3 separate regions of the Mus musculus genome follow, and regions 2 and 3 are each linked to region 1. The links are chromatin contacts, called in public Hi-C maps. All regions are on one chromosome and are shown on one strand. Each heading gives the region's core, a stretch centred on a gene start, on an enhancer-like site or on the middle of the called end of the contact. The rest is flanking DNA. Distances are from core to core; before and after follow the strand shown.

The links. A called contact is a pair of places that touch in the nucleus more often than the background predicts.
Region 2: a Hi-C map of uterus shows a contact between it and region 1, with 4 times the contacts expected there. The contact joins two enhancer-like sites. A contact is called at or near these places in 1 of 484 Hi-C or Micro-C datasets (uterus) and 2 of 115 datasets of contacts at active chromatin or transcription factors (embryonic basal ganglia and neural tube).
Region 3: a Hi-C map of uterus shows a contact between it and region 1, with 2.8 times the contacts expected there. The contact joins two enhancer-like sites. A contact is called at or near these places in 5 of 484 Hi-C or Micro-C datasets (nephron progenitors and uterus) and 2 of 115 datasets of contacts at active chromatin or transcription factors (fibro-adipogenic progenitors and neural tube).

What each region holds. Positions count from the first base shown.
Region 1 is chr7:37,334,401-37,339,200 of GRCm38.p6, reverse strand. It overlaps a transcript of Zfp536 not described here. Among named protein-coding and RNA genes, the nearest start is that of Gm30483, 8.8 kb to the right of the region's middle. Within about 2 kb of position 2,165, at least 96 of the 459 cell types and tissues checked have an H3K27ac peak or open chromatin away from gene starts, as enhancers often do. A contact at or near this core is called in uterus, where this site is marked.
Region 2 is chr7:37,044,713-37,049,512 of GRCm38.p6, reverse strand. No RefSeq gene overlaps it. Among named protein-coding and RNA genes, the nearest start is that of Gm36830, 46 kb to the left of the region's middle. Within about 2 kb of position 2,537, at least 2 of the 459 cell types and tissues checked have an H3K27ac peak or open chromatin away from gene starts, as enhancers often do. A contact at or near this core is called in uterus, where this site is marked.
Region 3 is chr7:37,061,928-37,066,727 of GRCm38.p6, reverse strand. No RefSeq gene overlaps it. Among named protein-coding and RNA genes, the nearest start is that of Gm36830, 29 kb to the left of the region's middle. Within about 2 kb of position 1,932, at least 6 of the 459 cell types and tissues checked have an H3K27ac peak or open chromatin away from gene starts, as enhancers often do. A contact at or near this core is called in uterus, where this site is marked.

The DNA of each region.
Region 1 (4,800 bases), core at 916-3,415:
CTGGATGCCACTAATCCCTCCTGCTGCTTTAGGGTCTTATCTTTAAAACAGGACCTGGGGGTTCATCTGTGGCCCAGGGCCATTGCCTAGTTTCAGGAGTCAGCCGCCACAACTTCCCTGAGACTCACACTGGACTCTCTCAGAACCTCAGTTTCCACTTCCAGGAAGTGGGAGGATTTGCCACGGGGGAGCCACACAAGGGTTGGGCCAGGTTAGGTAAGACAGCTGTTGTGCCCTACAAACAAAAGGCACGGAGTGCCAGTCAACCTGCTAGCCAGCCACAAACAGAAATGCTCCCCTCCTTTAGCAATGCGCGTGCTCTTCCCTGCCTTCCATTTTACTAAATCATTTCATAAGGCATTTTTCTGGAGGAACCACAGACACTAGCTAACCATTATGAGTCTTTGATGGCCCGTGGGCTCCTGAGGCTGTTTCTTAGAGTCAGAACAAGGACGGGTATCAGACAGTTTCTGGAGAGAAGGCTGAAGGTGGGCAAGAGGGCAATTTGAACAGACTAACCGTGTCTCCAACAAAACCTTGACTATTTTTCCTGAGCAGAGCCATCTGACTGGCTCTCTGGGCAGGCAGAGTTGGTTGGGATCTTTCTGTATCAAAAGGGGACCTGATCAGGAGACCTGCTCCCCCCGCCCCCCCCCCCGCCCCCGCCCCAAGCTCACAACCACACGCAGGAGACAGACTGCATCTGGGCCCCTTGTCCCAAGCAGCTGCAGCTGGGGGGAGCCACGCCTGCTGGGGTCCCAGGCCAAATGTAACCGGGAAGATGCAGATAATAAAAATCTACTTGTCACGGAGACATTCCTCAACTGTTAGCAATCAATTTGGGGGGCGAGCACAAGGGGGTGGGAAATACCGAAGGACATCAAAGAGGGTCTCACTCGCAGCTCTGCTCTGTCTCAAGGCTCTGTAATTTGGGAAGGTTCTGTGCTAAGTAATTTGTGAGCCTCCAAACACACAGGTTATTGTTTGTGGACAGATGGCACGTTGCGTTTTATCGCTTTTCCTTCTGTGGGTCCTCATACGCAGGACTAATGTGCATTCGGAAGTCTTTGTCTCCTGGCTAAAAATCTCTAATCTAAAACAGGCAATCAAGTACAGAGGCAGAGGTTTGGAGGCATAATCAGAGTTTTAAAAGCAAAGAAGAGGAGGAGGGGGGGGGGAGGCGGGAACCAAACTGCAGTCAGCACACAGATGTGTGTGTGTAGAAGCCGAGAGATGATCGGTGTGTTAAAAGTGGACAAAATTACCAGGGTTCTGAAACGCAGAAGCTGGGAGAGAGTACCCCGTCTTAGCCTTGGCCGGCACCTGGGCACCGTCTGGCATCACCGGAGTGTGGCCTCGGCTGACTTGCCCTCCAGAATCCGGGGGTCTTTGTTTCTATGTGCAGTGTGGTCATAGCCGTGGTGGGGCCTGGGAGGGCCCCTTTCTAGAAGCTTCAGCCACCCTCCCAGTTAAATCAATGTTGGTACCCAGGAAGGAACTGCGCCAGAGGAAGAAGTGCACTCCTCTTTTCTTCCTATGGAATTTTTCCCCCTTTTTTTATTCTGAAGATAGAATCACTGTTTGTAAGCATCTGAAAGTCATTAGAAGCTCCGCAGTCTGTCAGGTGTCGACGCAAGAAACTGCTGGAATCAAACGGGTGCCTGCACCCAGGGCTGGGGATTTGTCATGTGCTGATGAGGAGTTATAATAATATATGAGCAAATCACAAGCATTCTGCAAATTAATCAAATTCTTTTCCCCCCTTCTCCCTTGTCTCGGGGAGAGTGGCTTTGCAGGCAGACGTAGGTGAAGCAGCTCCCGCTCACAGATGGTCTCTCTGGCATCAGATGGAATTTATGTAACAGTAATTCTGAGTTCCTGCCAAAGTAGCAGTGAGCACACCAGGGAAGATTGTAGAAGGCGAGTCATGTGGCTCTGCTGAGGTTGTTGTGGGAAGTTTAAGGGGGGAAATCTCGAATTTTCTTTTACTGTTTTTGCCTGAAGGGCCAGAAACGGAACGCCATTCTGCCATGGGCGAAATCCGTCACATCTCTCCTTGCCGCCTGCACTGAAACGAGCGCTTCGCAGCTGTTACAACTGCTGGCGGGTGACAGAGCCCCAGACCCGATCCTCGCCCTCCCAGCTCCTTACAAGATTGAAAGGGGAATGGGTTCACAAGGTGGGCGCAGCTACACGCTAAAAGAGGCCGGCCTCTCTCGCCTACGCGCGCGCGCGCCCCTCCCCTTCGGCTTCCCCTGGCATTGAAAAAGACCTACCAGGGCTTTTTCTTTTCAAGTGTTTTATTAAATGAAGAGTCTAACAACCCTCACTTTAATTACACACGGGCTTCGTTTATAATTCCCCTGGATTTATTCAAGTAGTTGAAAACGACGGTGCTGGTGATTAAACCGATCCTGTTAGTTTAGCAGGGTGTTGGTGTGTGATGTGTGTGTCACAGGGTGCTTGTGTGTACCTGCGTGTGGGTGCTTGTTCTGCGGCCTCCCTGTGCTAATGACGCCCTTATCCTGCCTTTACAACTGCCCCTTTGGGAAATGTCATCTTGTATGGGACAAAAGGACATAGGAGCTGACTCTCTGGATCCCCTGCGTTGAGGGACCCTTTCACGCTATAGGGAGATTTTTTTTTTCCTTATGCAGAGGGAAAAATCATAGCAAGATGGCGTGGAGGAGGCTGCATTATGCAATGGAAGTCCTAGTGCTGTGGCTTTGGGTCCCTCCCGTCCCTCCCACCCCCACCCTGCCATCCTAATGTAAAGCCCTGCCCATTTGTTTTGGTTTACGTGACTACAGAGAAATAAGTGGATTAGAGAGAAACTTTTGCATGCTTCATTGCAGCTGGATGCCGACATCTGTCATTCCTCAGCCATCTTCTGGATCATGCCAGCAAGGGAGAGCAAAGTCTGACACCTTTGATTTTTAGAAAGAGCCTTTTATTAGGGGGAAGAAAAGAGAAGAAAGGAATTGTGTTTCTTTTGTGACTCCATGAGAGAGGGGTGGGGTGGGGAGATAGCTACCTTTCTGAGGGCACCATTCATTCATTCATTCATTCATTCATTCATTCATTCATTCATTCATTCACTCACTCACTCACTCATTCATAGGCGTGCCACAGTAGCAGCCAGCAGTCTGAAAGTTTATGTTTCTGTCTTTTTTCTACACCATTTTCCATTGTTCCAGAACTAGTTGCAGGGAAGGGAGCACGCTAGGAAAATGCAGATTTCAAAATATCATGTCCATACATCTCCCGTGGATGAAGGCCCCGGGGGTGAGTAACCAGCAGGCATGGATTCCTTTAAGGAATGGGGTGTCTATAATTCTCTATCACACATTCTCTGACCTCAGGACCTAGAATGGCACTGCAGCTGGCAGAAGGTGACCCCAGTTTTTAGAGAGGTGCCATCTACAGGGTTCCCCCAACACACACCCTACAGAAATCGTGCTAGTTTTGATGAGTGCTGTGTGTAAGTTGTGGATTATCACAGGTAATCTTGGAGAACAACTTCTGGTAGACTGCCTCCTTATTCACTGTATTAGAGCTGTCCCTCCCTCTGACCACTGTGTCTTTTGAATGGGATGCAGTGCACACCCTTGGCACAAGCCTCGTTACCATATTGGTCCCCCCTCCGGCACTTAAACTCTACCGCAAACCAGAAACTAGAAGGAAGAGCTGATGTGTTCATTTTCAGAGACACAATGGAAAACAGGAAGCCAGGGAACAGGCCACGACCACCCACTTGCTTGTTTCCCTGGGTGTGTACAGGAATGAGGTCCATCTGGTGCTGAGAAGGATGTAAAACCCTCACCCCTCCCTCCCACCCACTCACTGCAAGGTAAGGCTGGGCTTGTACACAGGACCTTGTGAAGCTGAGCTAAAACCATGATGCTGGCAGCGCCTGCATGGGCACACATAGTGCATTCCAGGGGTGGCTTGGGGGCGGGGTGGGGGCGCTATCTGCTGCCTCCTGGAAGATCTTGCCAGACCTTCTGACTTCTCTAGGGGAACTGGAAAACCATATTTTAGTATGAAATCTTTTGTTTGTTTGTTTTTTTGGCTGTGTGTGTGTGTGTGTGTGTGTGTGTGGTGTCACCCATTAAGAGAGGCAGCCTTGAAGAAGAGGGGAAGAAGGAAGCTGTCCAGGATCATGGGGAGGAGCAGAGAGGAGAGGAGAGCAAGGAAGAGTTTGTGAGCTCCCTGAGGCCAGAAACTGGGAAGAGAAGGTCCAAGATCTGCCTTGTTAGGGCCTCTTTCTCACTCCCACCAGGATGTTCCCAGCTCCTTAAAGTGAAGAATAAGGATTAGGCAGAGGGGACTGCTCACCCCAGGGAAGCCTCCAGCTTCCTTCTTTATCCAGCCACTTCTATGCTTAGAGCTGCTAAGGTTCCCAAGTTCCTGGGGAAGGGAGGGACCCATAATTTTGGAAGCTTTGCCAGGTAGGACATGCTCCAGTGCCTGTTTCATGCCTTTGACAAGAAAGAGGAGATGGTGGGTTGTAAGGGGGAGATGGTGTGGTGTTGTGACAGCTTCACTGGGGGCTCCGGGCACAAGAGGGGACACCATTCTAAAGTCAATGGCAGCAGTATACATCGCAGGAAGGGATGGTAAGTTAGACAGCCAGGCAAAGGAGACAAGACAAACAAGGACCTATGAATGGCCATGGTGAAGGGGTACACACAAGTGCAGATGGGGCTTCATGCTGGCAGGTGGGTATGGCTGAGAGCTCTCCCCGTTACTCTGAAGGAGCCCTTTGGCTCTGTGGTCTAAGTTGTTCTTTAGCAAGAT
Region 2 (4,800 bases), core at 1,288-3,787, 290 kb after region 1:
CCTACAGCATATTTGACAAGTAGGTTTTTTTCATGGTTGTGCTTAGTGTATAGTATTTGTTATTTAGTCTACTTGTGTTCTAGCTTGCTATGTGTTGTTGCTATCACCATGCCCAGAGCAGCTTAGGAAAGAAGAGAATTATTTCATCCTGCACTTCTAGGTTGTGGTCCCTCACTGAGGGAAATCAGGCCAGAAAAGAAACAGAAAACAGAAAGACCAGTGCCTACTGGCTCCCTCACTGGTTTCCGACTCAGCTAGCTTTCTTGTATTCCTACTCCCATCTGCCTAGGGATAGTGCTACCCAGAGTGGGCTGGCCCTCCCACATCAATCCTCAGTCAACACAATCTCTCACAAACATAATCACAGGCCAGTGTGATCCGGGAAATTCCTCAACGGAGTTTTTTTCTCAGGGAACAGCATGTTGTGTCAAATTGACAATGCAAACTAACCTGGATGTCTAATATCTGCATTTTGCCACTAACACAAAGTGTAGCGACCTTACAATTTATTTATCTTCTTATTCAGCATTTACAATGGGCATAAACATTGCTTGCATGCATTGGCAATCATGTCACATTGTGGAATACAATTTGGTGGCCCCTGGGTTATCATTAAGAGAAGTAAATGTACTTTATTGGCCTGCATCTTTGCCTTACCATATTTTTCCTGTTTCCCCTCTGTTCTAAGAGTCCTTCTTCCACTATTTTCTTTCTGTTTAGTGAATCTCCTACTAGGGAGAACCTCACAGTGCCAAAGTCCCATTGTTTCCCTAATCTCCCATTTTTATTTTCTCCTTGTTCCTAAAGAATTTCTTTGTTCAATGTATATTTTAAGGGTTGACAATAATTTTAGCCTTTGAAAAAACATTCATCTCTTCCTTCTGACCTTTTTGCTTTCTAAAGAGAAATCTGTCGTCTTTTGAGTTTGTACGCTCATTTTATTACCATGAGCAATATATTATTTCTCTGGCTTGTTTCAAGTTTTAAGTCTGTTTAATTTTCAGATGCTTAATTATAATGCGACTTGGCATAGATTTGTGTGTGTGTTTCTTTTTCTTCTTTTCCCCCCTCTTGTTTTGGGTTTGTTTAGCTTTGAAGTTTATACTTGTCGATTTGGAAAGTTTTCAGCCATATTTTTTTTTCTCATTCTTCTATAGTACTGCCTTATTCCTCCTCTTTCTGAGACGGATTCCAAAGATATAACCTTTGTGATGGTCCTGCAGTCCACCAACTGGATGGCGCCTTGAACTCTGGTCTTCTTTCCCCATCTTTCAACATTTGCTTTCTAAGTTATTACCTGGCTTTTCCATGTGTTAATGCTTAGACTTAATGCTTACAAGAAGTGGAAGGAATCGGTAAAGCATGCCTCCTCATCTCACACAGAACCAGGAGCAGAAACACCGCAGGTTCTGGGACTATTTCTTCCACCAGGGAGAAGAGAGATAAAAGAATCGTCTTCTAATCCATCACGTTTACTGCCCTCTAAAGTTGACAAAATTCTTTCACTGTAAACTGGTCACTGTTTTCTTTAACATTTATTAGTATTTTTTTCTTTCTAATTCTTATCATATCACCCAGGCAGAACCAAATACTACCTTCAAAACTTCCTAAAAATCATCTTTCCAAAGCCCTAAGTAGATCAGTGTATATCTGATCTTGCTCCATACCACAGAGGTGCATTTTTTCCAGTTGGTCATTTCTTAACCAAAGTGGCTCATTTTCTTTCTCCTTGAATCATTTCCTAAACATCTTTTTTTCCTGCCTTTGTCAAGCAAGTTTCCTGGATGTTTGTTCAACCCCTGTAGGTCCCTCTGTCCCAAATGCATTGCTGCCCAATTTCAGAAGCAGATTTCTGTGTCTGTTTGCTGTCACGGCATCACGATTCCCAATGGGAAGACTTGATATCCAGAACCACATGGTTTCTCATGCGTCTAGGGCTCAGGTGGGTGATTTTGCTCAGACGAGGTGAGACTAAGCATGAGACTTGCCTGTATAGCGTAGCTGCTGCAGAAAGGACTTAACCAACTTGACTCTGCTGCGTACGTTCTCTTATCTTCTACCAAAAGCGCCTGGGATCTTTCTCAAGAGATCCTAAAAGCTGGGCTGCAGAGATGACTCGGCGGCTAATAAAAGCACTGCCTTCTCCTCTTCTGAATCAAGGCTCAATTCCCAGTACCCACATGATGGCTGATCACCTAGTTGAACTCAAGTTCTAGGAAATCTGACATCCTCTTTGGCCTCTGCAGACACCCGGCATGCATGTGGTATTCAGACATACATGCAGGCAAAACACCCATGCACATAAAATGACAAGAAGGGAAAGAAGAGAAAGAATAAAAGTACTAGGAGGAAGATGAAGACGAGGATGAGGAAAAGGAGGAGGAAGAAATTTAAAATTCCTGAAAGCATCTTGAGAAGCCTAGCCCTGGAACTCATGTGCCCTCTCATTTATTACGTTATTTGAACCTTGACACAACAGTGTATTCATATTCAAGGGGAAGGAAAACAGACTCTGTCTCTTACTGGAAGAGGAGCAGAGCTGCATTCCAGCAGTGCAGACACAAGGAAGAAAGAACTGAGTCACTTTTCTAACTGGTTCTTACTACAATAACCGTTTCACACAGCAACTAAAGGAAGAAAGGAAGTTGAAAGAGGGAAGAGGAAAAAACTACAAGAGATAAAGGATGGCCAGAGGCTTTCCCACATAGCTGGATCCTAGAAGGACCCAGAAGCTCGATATGGAGATCAGAATCTAGAATAAAAAAAAATCTATGGACTCTAAGGATGACGTGGGCATTGGAGGCATCCCTTTGAAGAGCACAGGAAGCCTGCACACACCAGTGTCTGCTGAGACTTCTGATTTAGGATTTCTGCTAGCTTAGTAAATCCCGGCTTTAAAGCTCAGAAGTGTTGCTAGTATTGATAGTTCAGCCGGCTCTCTCATAGTTGCTCAGAGAGCATTTGAGGAAGGGATATCCTAACTAGGGAGTCAGAATAAGAGAAACCCAACAAGAAAGTGGCACAGGAGGAATGGAAACCCATGGTTATGTCCCTCAATCTTGCAGTATTTTGATGAAATGGGAGAATTTCATTCTTCAGGACCACAGAGGATTGGGATGTGTCTGGAGTGCTCCTGTAATGTGTTTTGAAAATATATCGTACTGTCTTCTGCTGGGAATCTCTCTCAGGAGACGTCACAGCAATCAAGGAGCCCAACAGGTTTCTTATTTTAATAGATAGAGGAGATATAAATGGGATGCCACTACAGCCAGGTGTGGGGTGTGCCTGTAGCCTCGGCGCTTGGGAGGAGTAAGGAGGGGGATTCCAAGATTCGAGAAGACCAGCCTCAGTTACATAGGAAGGTCCAGGTTAGCCCAGGCTACCTCACTAGATGTTTCAGCAAAACAACAAGAACAACAACACAAAAAGAGAGAATGCCATTGGCTTTTGGCAGCAATGAGAGAGCCCCTTCAGTAGATAGGGCTGTATCCATAGAAACGATGTAATCATGGATATTGTGGTATCATCTGGCCCCAGCCAGTCCTTAAATATCAAATATCTTCCATGCCAGACCAGTTTAGACCTCTGTATGTCTCTGAGTCAACCTAATACATTCCAGCTAGAGGTTAGACCCCATTCACCAAGGGCTACCTAGAGTCTACTCTGAAGCTGAGTATAAGACCTGCAATACCTGCATCTCAAAGAGTACCTCAAATTTTGTCCTACTGGGCTCGGTTTGAAACTTGCATGGATACACTACAGCTCTAGATATACTACAGTGTTTGCAAGTCCTTTTGGTAATATTCAAGGGTAGAAAAACACCCAGAAATGGTGGCAGGTGTGTTTGTGTTGGGGCTTTTGGTGTCAGAAAGCACTCGGGGGTAGGGGAGCTGGTATGGGGAGAATGATCAGAGGTTAGAACACTTGCTGATTTTGCAGAGGACCTGTGCTCAGCGTCCAACACCCACATGGTAGCTCACAACCATCTGAAACTTCAGTTCAGGGACATCTGACATCTTCTTCTGGCCTACATGGGTGCATCAAGCATGTGGTGTGCAGCAATAATGCAGGCAAAACTCTCTTGAACATTAATCAGTATCTCAGGAGCTCCCTGGGACTAAACCACCAATCAAAGAAAACACATGGTGGGACTCATGGCTCTAGCTGCATATGTAGCAGAGGACGGCCTAGTCGGTCATCAATGGGAGGAGAGGTCCTTGGTTCTGTGAAGGTTCTATGCCCCAGTATAGGGGAATGCCAGGGTCAGGAAGCAGGAGTGGGTGAGTTGGGAAACAGTGGGGGGATAGAGGATTTTCAGAGGGGAGACTAGGAAAGGGGATAATACATGAAATATAAATAAAGAAAATAAATAATAAAAAAGAATAAAGTAAGCACAGCTTTAAAAACAATAGTTGAAGCCGGGCAGTGGTGGTGCATGTCTTTAATCCCAGCATTTGGGAGGCAGAGGCAGGCAGATTTCTGAGTTCGAAGCCAGCCTGGTCTTCAGAGTGAGTTCCAGGATAGCCAGGGCTACACAGAGAAACCCTGTCTCAAAACAACAACAAAAAGACAGTTGAAGTTGGTGTGGGGAGGTCACCACGGGCACTGGACTCAGCACCATGGGCCTCTCAAGTGGGCACCACATCACGGTCTTTGGACTTCTTTAATTTTCTTTCTTTCCTTCTTTCTTTCTTTTTTAAAAGAAAAGAAAAGAAAAATGGGAGCTTAGGGTCATTGCTTCTGTGCTTCTTTCTGGAGAGCTGGCACCTCCAGTGTGAATGAAGCTAATGATGAGAGACA
Region 3 (4,800 bases), core at 683-3,182, 270 kb after region 1:
GGCTACACACTCCACCAGCCAGGCCCGCTTCATCTTCTCAGCTCTGTACAATAGGAATAAACATTAACTCTGCAGCTTTACGCGGGTTTAAGGGACCCTTTGCTAATATTGCAATATATCTGTCATTTGTCTCACTAGTAAGCCTGTTTAGTAGTCAAAACTGTAGAAAATTGAATATACACTTACTGTATGAAAATGATATGCTTGGTTAGTGATAGTTTAGAAAAAATAAGTACATCTATCATAGAGGAGCAGGTTGTCAGGTCTTTATATGTAAGAAAAATATTGAACACAAATGTGATAAATGTTGGGTACCGTTTATAAAAGTTGCTGGGCAGAGTTGTCTTACAGTAAGTTTCCTTCTAAGCAAAGAGGAAGATGAAAGGGAAAGAGGGGCAACAGGAAATAGAGAATTGAGAGAAGGTGGGTAGACAAGGAGATGGATGGATGGGTAGACCACAAAAACTGTCCAAGAGAATACCAAGATGCTTTTGCTCTGACTCTGCAGGCACACCCAACTACATACAGCTCACTCTGCTGGTTGGAATGACTGTGGGGAAAAGGATGGTCATACCAAGGATGGGAAGCTGAGTTCTAATCCTGACACTACCCATAAAAAGTAGGATATGGAGGATACATCTGTAATCCCGGCACCTCTACAGCCAGATGCAGTTTGGGAGAGGAAACTGCCTTTCCTTCGGCAATAAGGGAAGCTCTCTGTCTGAAATGGAAGGGAAATATGTAGTTGAGATTTGGATTCCAGGCCAGTAAGACGGGCAGCTGAGAAGGATCTCAGCATGGCCTTGAGTTGGGAATTAGATAATTTAAGCCAAACAGCTTGAGTTAGTGATAGCATAGAGGACTCCAGCAACAGACTTAGGAAAAAATATCTCAGGTGGTAAGAACAAAATATATATAATGCTGAGTGCTCCAGGTGGGGATCCAGGGCCCTGGGGGTGCAGGGTGTGGATGGGCAGAGCCTGGGGTACAGGCTGTGAAAGGACAGGCTCTGCTACAGCCACAAGCTTCCTTTGCTGGACCTGGGACTTGAGGTCAGCCCTAAGGGCAGGAGGATCGTGAATGTGGTAGAAGTCACTCTCAGCAGAGAAGGTAGGTATATAGTTGGGCCTTGAGCACGGAGCTAGAAAGGGCCCTAAGGTCCAATGTGTCTGTACACATTTATTTGAGGAGAGCAGTCATGGAAGTAAGGCTGGGGAAGGTTTCTTTGTGGGGCAGTCCCTTATCCTGTGGGCAGCAACTGAGATCAAGTTCAAACTCCTTCCTCTGGGATTTCACAAATAAGGAGCATGAGGGCTTCAGAGATTGCCAGAAGGAAGGCCGAGGGGCTCTTAAAAGGATAAAGTGTGGAAGAGCAGTGTTGGGTGGCGTGAAAGTAGCAATTCAGCTTTCAGATGACCCACTTCTGCATCCACAGAGGACCCCACCCCCATGGCTGGGAACCCTGTGTGGGGAACTCCTTAGAGCAAGGGAGAATTCAGAAGAGCTCAGATGCCAGGGCGTGGGATGGGGCTGAAGGAGCACAGATAGCCAAGGACAGGCTGTGGGGGTCCACCAGAAGCCCCAAATTTGCAGAGAGGAGCAACATTCAATGATGAATGGCTGTTTGCTCATTTGTTCTCCCCACACCTACTCCCTCTAACAGTGCAATTTTGTTCTTAACCATAAACAAGAAAAACCTAAGTCTTGCCTTCCCAGAGCAGCCACAGAATTCCCCACTGGACAGTGGGATATGGCTAGAATAGGCCTTCTTCTCCAGACCACGGCAGCCCTGTGGGCTCCCTGCCAAATGGCCCTAATCCCACTCTTCCAGATTTCTGCTGACCTCCTCCTCCTCGGATCCAACCTCCCAAGTGCAGACCACACACCCTGGCTTGGAGTCAGGGCCAAGGGTCTGCAGTTTGCAACTGGAGTGGACAGAGTTCGGGCATACAGCCTGGTGTCCCTATGTGTGAGGGGAAGGGAGGATCCTTACAATGGTTAGCAGAGGGGGAAGGAGAGTGCGCAGGGTGCTGTGAGGGATGGGCCTGGCACATTCTCCATGTGTGGCCAAAGCACAGTGGTCCTTGGGGAATTTTAAACTCAAGTCTGACTTTCTGGCTTGTCCTGAATCTGTTGTCTACACGGGAGGATATTGCTCATTTTATGTGGTGGCTTCTAGCTTGACCGTTGCATTAGAAATACCTGGGTCCATATGCCGGACCTGCTGCAGTAACCCTGAAACAATAGCATCTCCCTTACAATGTGCAGTTGGTGGAATAGGGAATGCAGATCCACTGTCCTCTTCCTACAGAAGAAATGAGGACCCCTGAACCCACACCTGCAAGCATAGTCTTTTCTTTCTAATGTCAACAGTCAGGTTGTGTGGCCTGAAGACAAGCAATTGTATTCTTTCCTCTTAAACTTCAGAGCAGACAGAAGGATGTTGGCTGGGATGGTTGGAAGTGAAGCTCATGCTAGCGGGACTGGACTGTTTAGCTTTGTTCTCCATACACCCTGATCCATAGTTCTCTAAGCAACTTGGTAGCTCTTCTGTCCGTAATTTTGCTAGCATGTCTCTGCTTCTTACCATCAAGAAACCTGGGTCTGTTTGGTATTGCCATCAAGAAATATGTCCAATTCTGATGCTCAGGAGTCCCAGCTGCAGAGGCTTTGGAAGCTGCTCAGTTTTCTTCAAATGAAAAAGTTCATGTGCATCAATGGGTGTTTTCTCAGCTACTCATACCTAAACCCTAAGAACCAGGGCACAGGAGAATGAAGGACATGTGAAGCATTGGGCCCAGGAGAAGCAGGTGATCCTGGACCTCTAAACTTAACTCGTGAGGATGAGGCTCTGGATTCAGTCCTTGTGCCAAAGGCAACTCCATATTCTACAGTGTTCAGTGGGCCCAGGGCGACCCTAAGAAGTTTTGCTTTCAACTCAGAGGAATTGCCTCAGTTTGGTTGTGTTGTTATGAGCCAATACCTGACGCAAATACCTCCCAGGAGGGGATATTTGTTTTAACTCATGGTATCAGAGGGTTCTTTCCATGGCTGTCTCACTCCCAGGCATGCTGCAGAACATCACGCCAGAATTGTAGAGAGGAGAACAAATTAATCGCCTCAAGTTACATGGAAAGCAGAGAGAGGAAGGGGATGGAGAGGAAGGGAGGGAGGGAGGGAGAAAGACAGACAGAAGCAGGGGAGAGAGGTGTGTTTTCATGAGAATGTTCCTCATAGGCTCAGACATTTGAACACTTGGTTCTCAGTTGGTGTTTGGGGAAAGTTTAGGAGGTGAGACCTTGCTAAAGGAAGTATGTCACTGGAAGTAGGCTTTGAAGGGTTATGATCTTGTTCCACTTCCTCTTTACTGTCTCTGTCTTATGTGATTAAGGATGTGAGCTTCCTGCCCTGGCTTCCACTTGCTGCCATGTTGCTTTGTCCTGATGGACTCTTCATTCTCTCAAACCAAAAGGTAGAACTAAAGTCTTCTTCCCTTGAGTTCCTGTGACTATGATGTTTTTTCACAACAACAGACTAACACACACACACACACACACACACACACACACACACACACACACACACACACCCCTTTAAAGAGAGTTGGGGCAGGTGGGGCTCAAAGGAAGGAGTCAGAGATACATCTTCAAAGATGACCTCCCTCAGTGGCCTATTTCTTTGAACTTTGCCTTACCTTGAGAATTTTCCACAATTTTCTGAAGTAGTGCCACCATCTCAGGACCAGGGATCCCACATGTGAGCCTGTGGGGACCTCGAGAAATGAAACCCTAACCATGCTTCAAGCTCAGATTGGCTGTCGCATCCGCCCTTGACCAGCAAGACCGACATGACCACCAGTTCTTCTAATAGCAGTTTATTCAGCAAGCTTCAGTCTTCATCTCTCTCCCTCTTCATCTCTCTCCCCATAACCCCGGGCCTCTCACTCTTATATACTCTCAGCCCCCATTCACTCAGGGCAGGCCACGTCACCTCACCAGGCACGTGACTTCAGCCAATCAGGGCGGCAGGGGCACGTCTCCACCAAATATGGACTTATTTACACCACCAGCTCTGCATCTGGCAGGCGCCATCTTTAAGGTGTGGCTCGGGCAGCCTAAGGGGGAGGCTACAGCCTCCTACAATTGGTGGCACTGGACTGTCCTGAAACTCTCTGAGTATTTGAAGGTGGCAGTGAATTAACATCTACTCTCAAAGAGCTCAGAGGTCATTCAGTGCTTTCTGGCCTTCTTAAAGGCTGCCCCACTTTTTTGCTTCCTAGAAAAAGTCTTTGAGTGTTATAGAGATGACTCAGGTTGAGAGCACTTGTTGCTCTGGAAGAGGACTAGAGTTCAGCTTCAAGTGCCCATGTTGTGTGGCTTATAACTGTCTCTAACTCCAATTCCAGAAGATCTGACATCTACACACACACACACACACACACACACACACACATAAAATTTAAGTAATAAACCTTAGAAAAAAGACTTTATGTCAGCCAACACCCCATAGTCTACTATTTATAAAACACATCTTTAAAATTCTGATAAAAAAAAAAGACATCCTATTTCTCAGAACCCGAAGAACTTCTACCCTTAGCTACTTCCCTTGCCTACTGCAACCACAGTGTGGCCCAAGGTTGGCTCAGTTTAATTCTACTTGGCAGGGCTAGATTTGTGTCTAAAATATCTTCCAAGCTGAGGGTAGACTAAACCTCCAGAGGAAAGACACGGGACTGGATTTCGGAGTTGTGGTGATCCAATTGCCCTCCTTGCTTCTCCAAGTTGGCAGGTTCTAGTAATG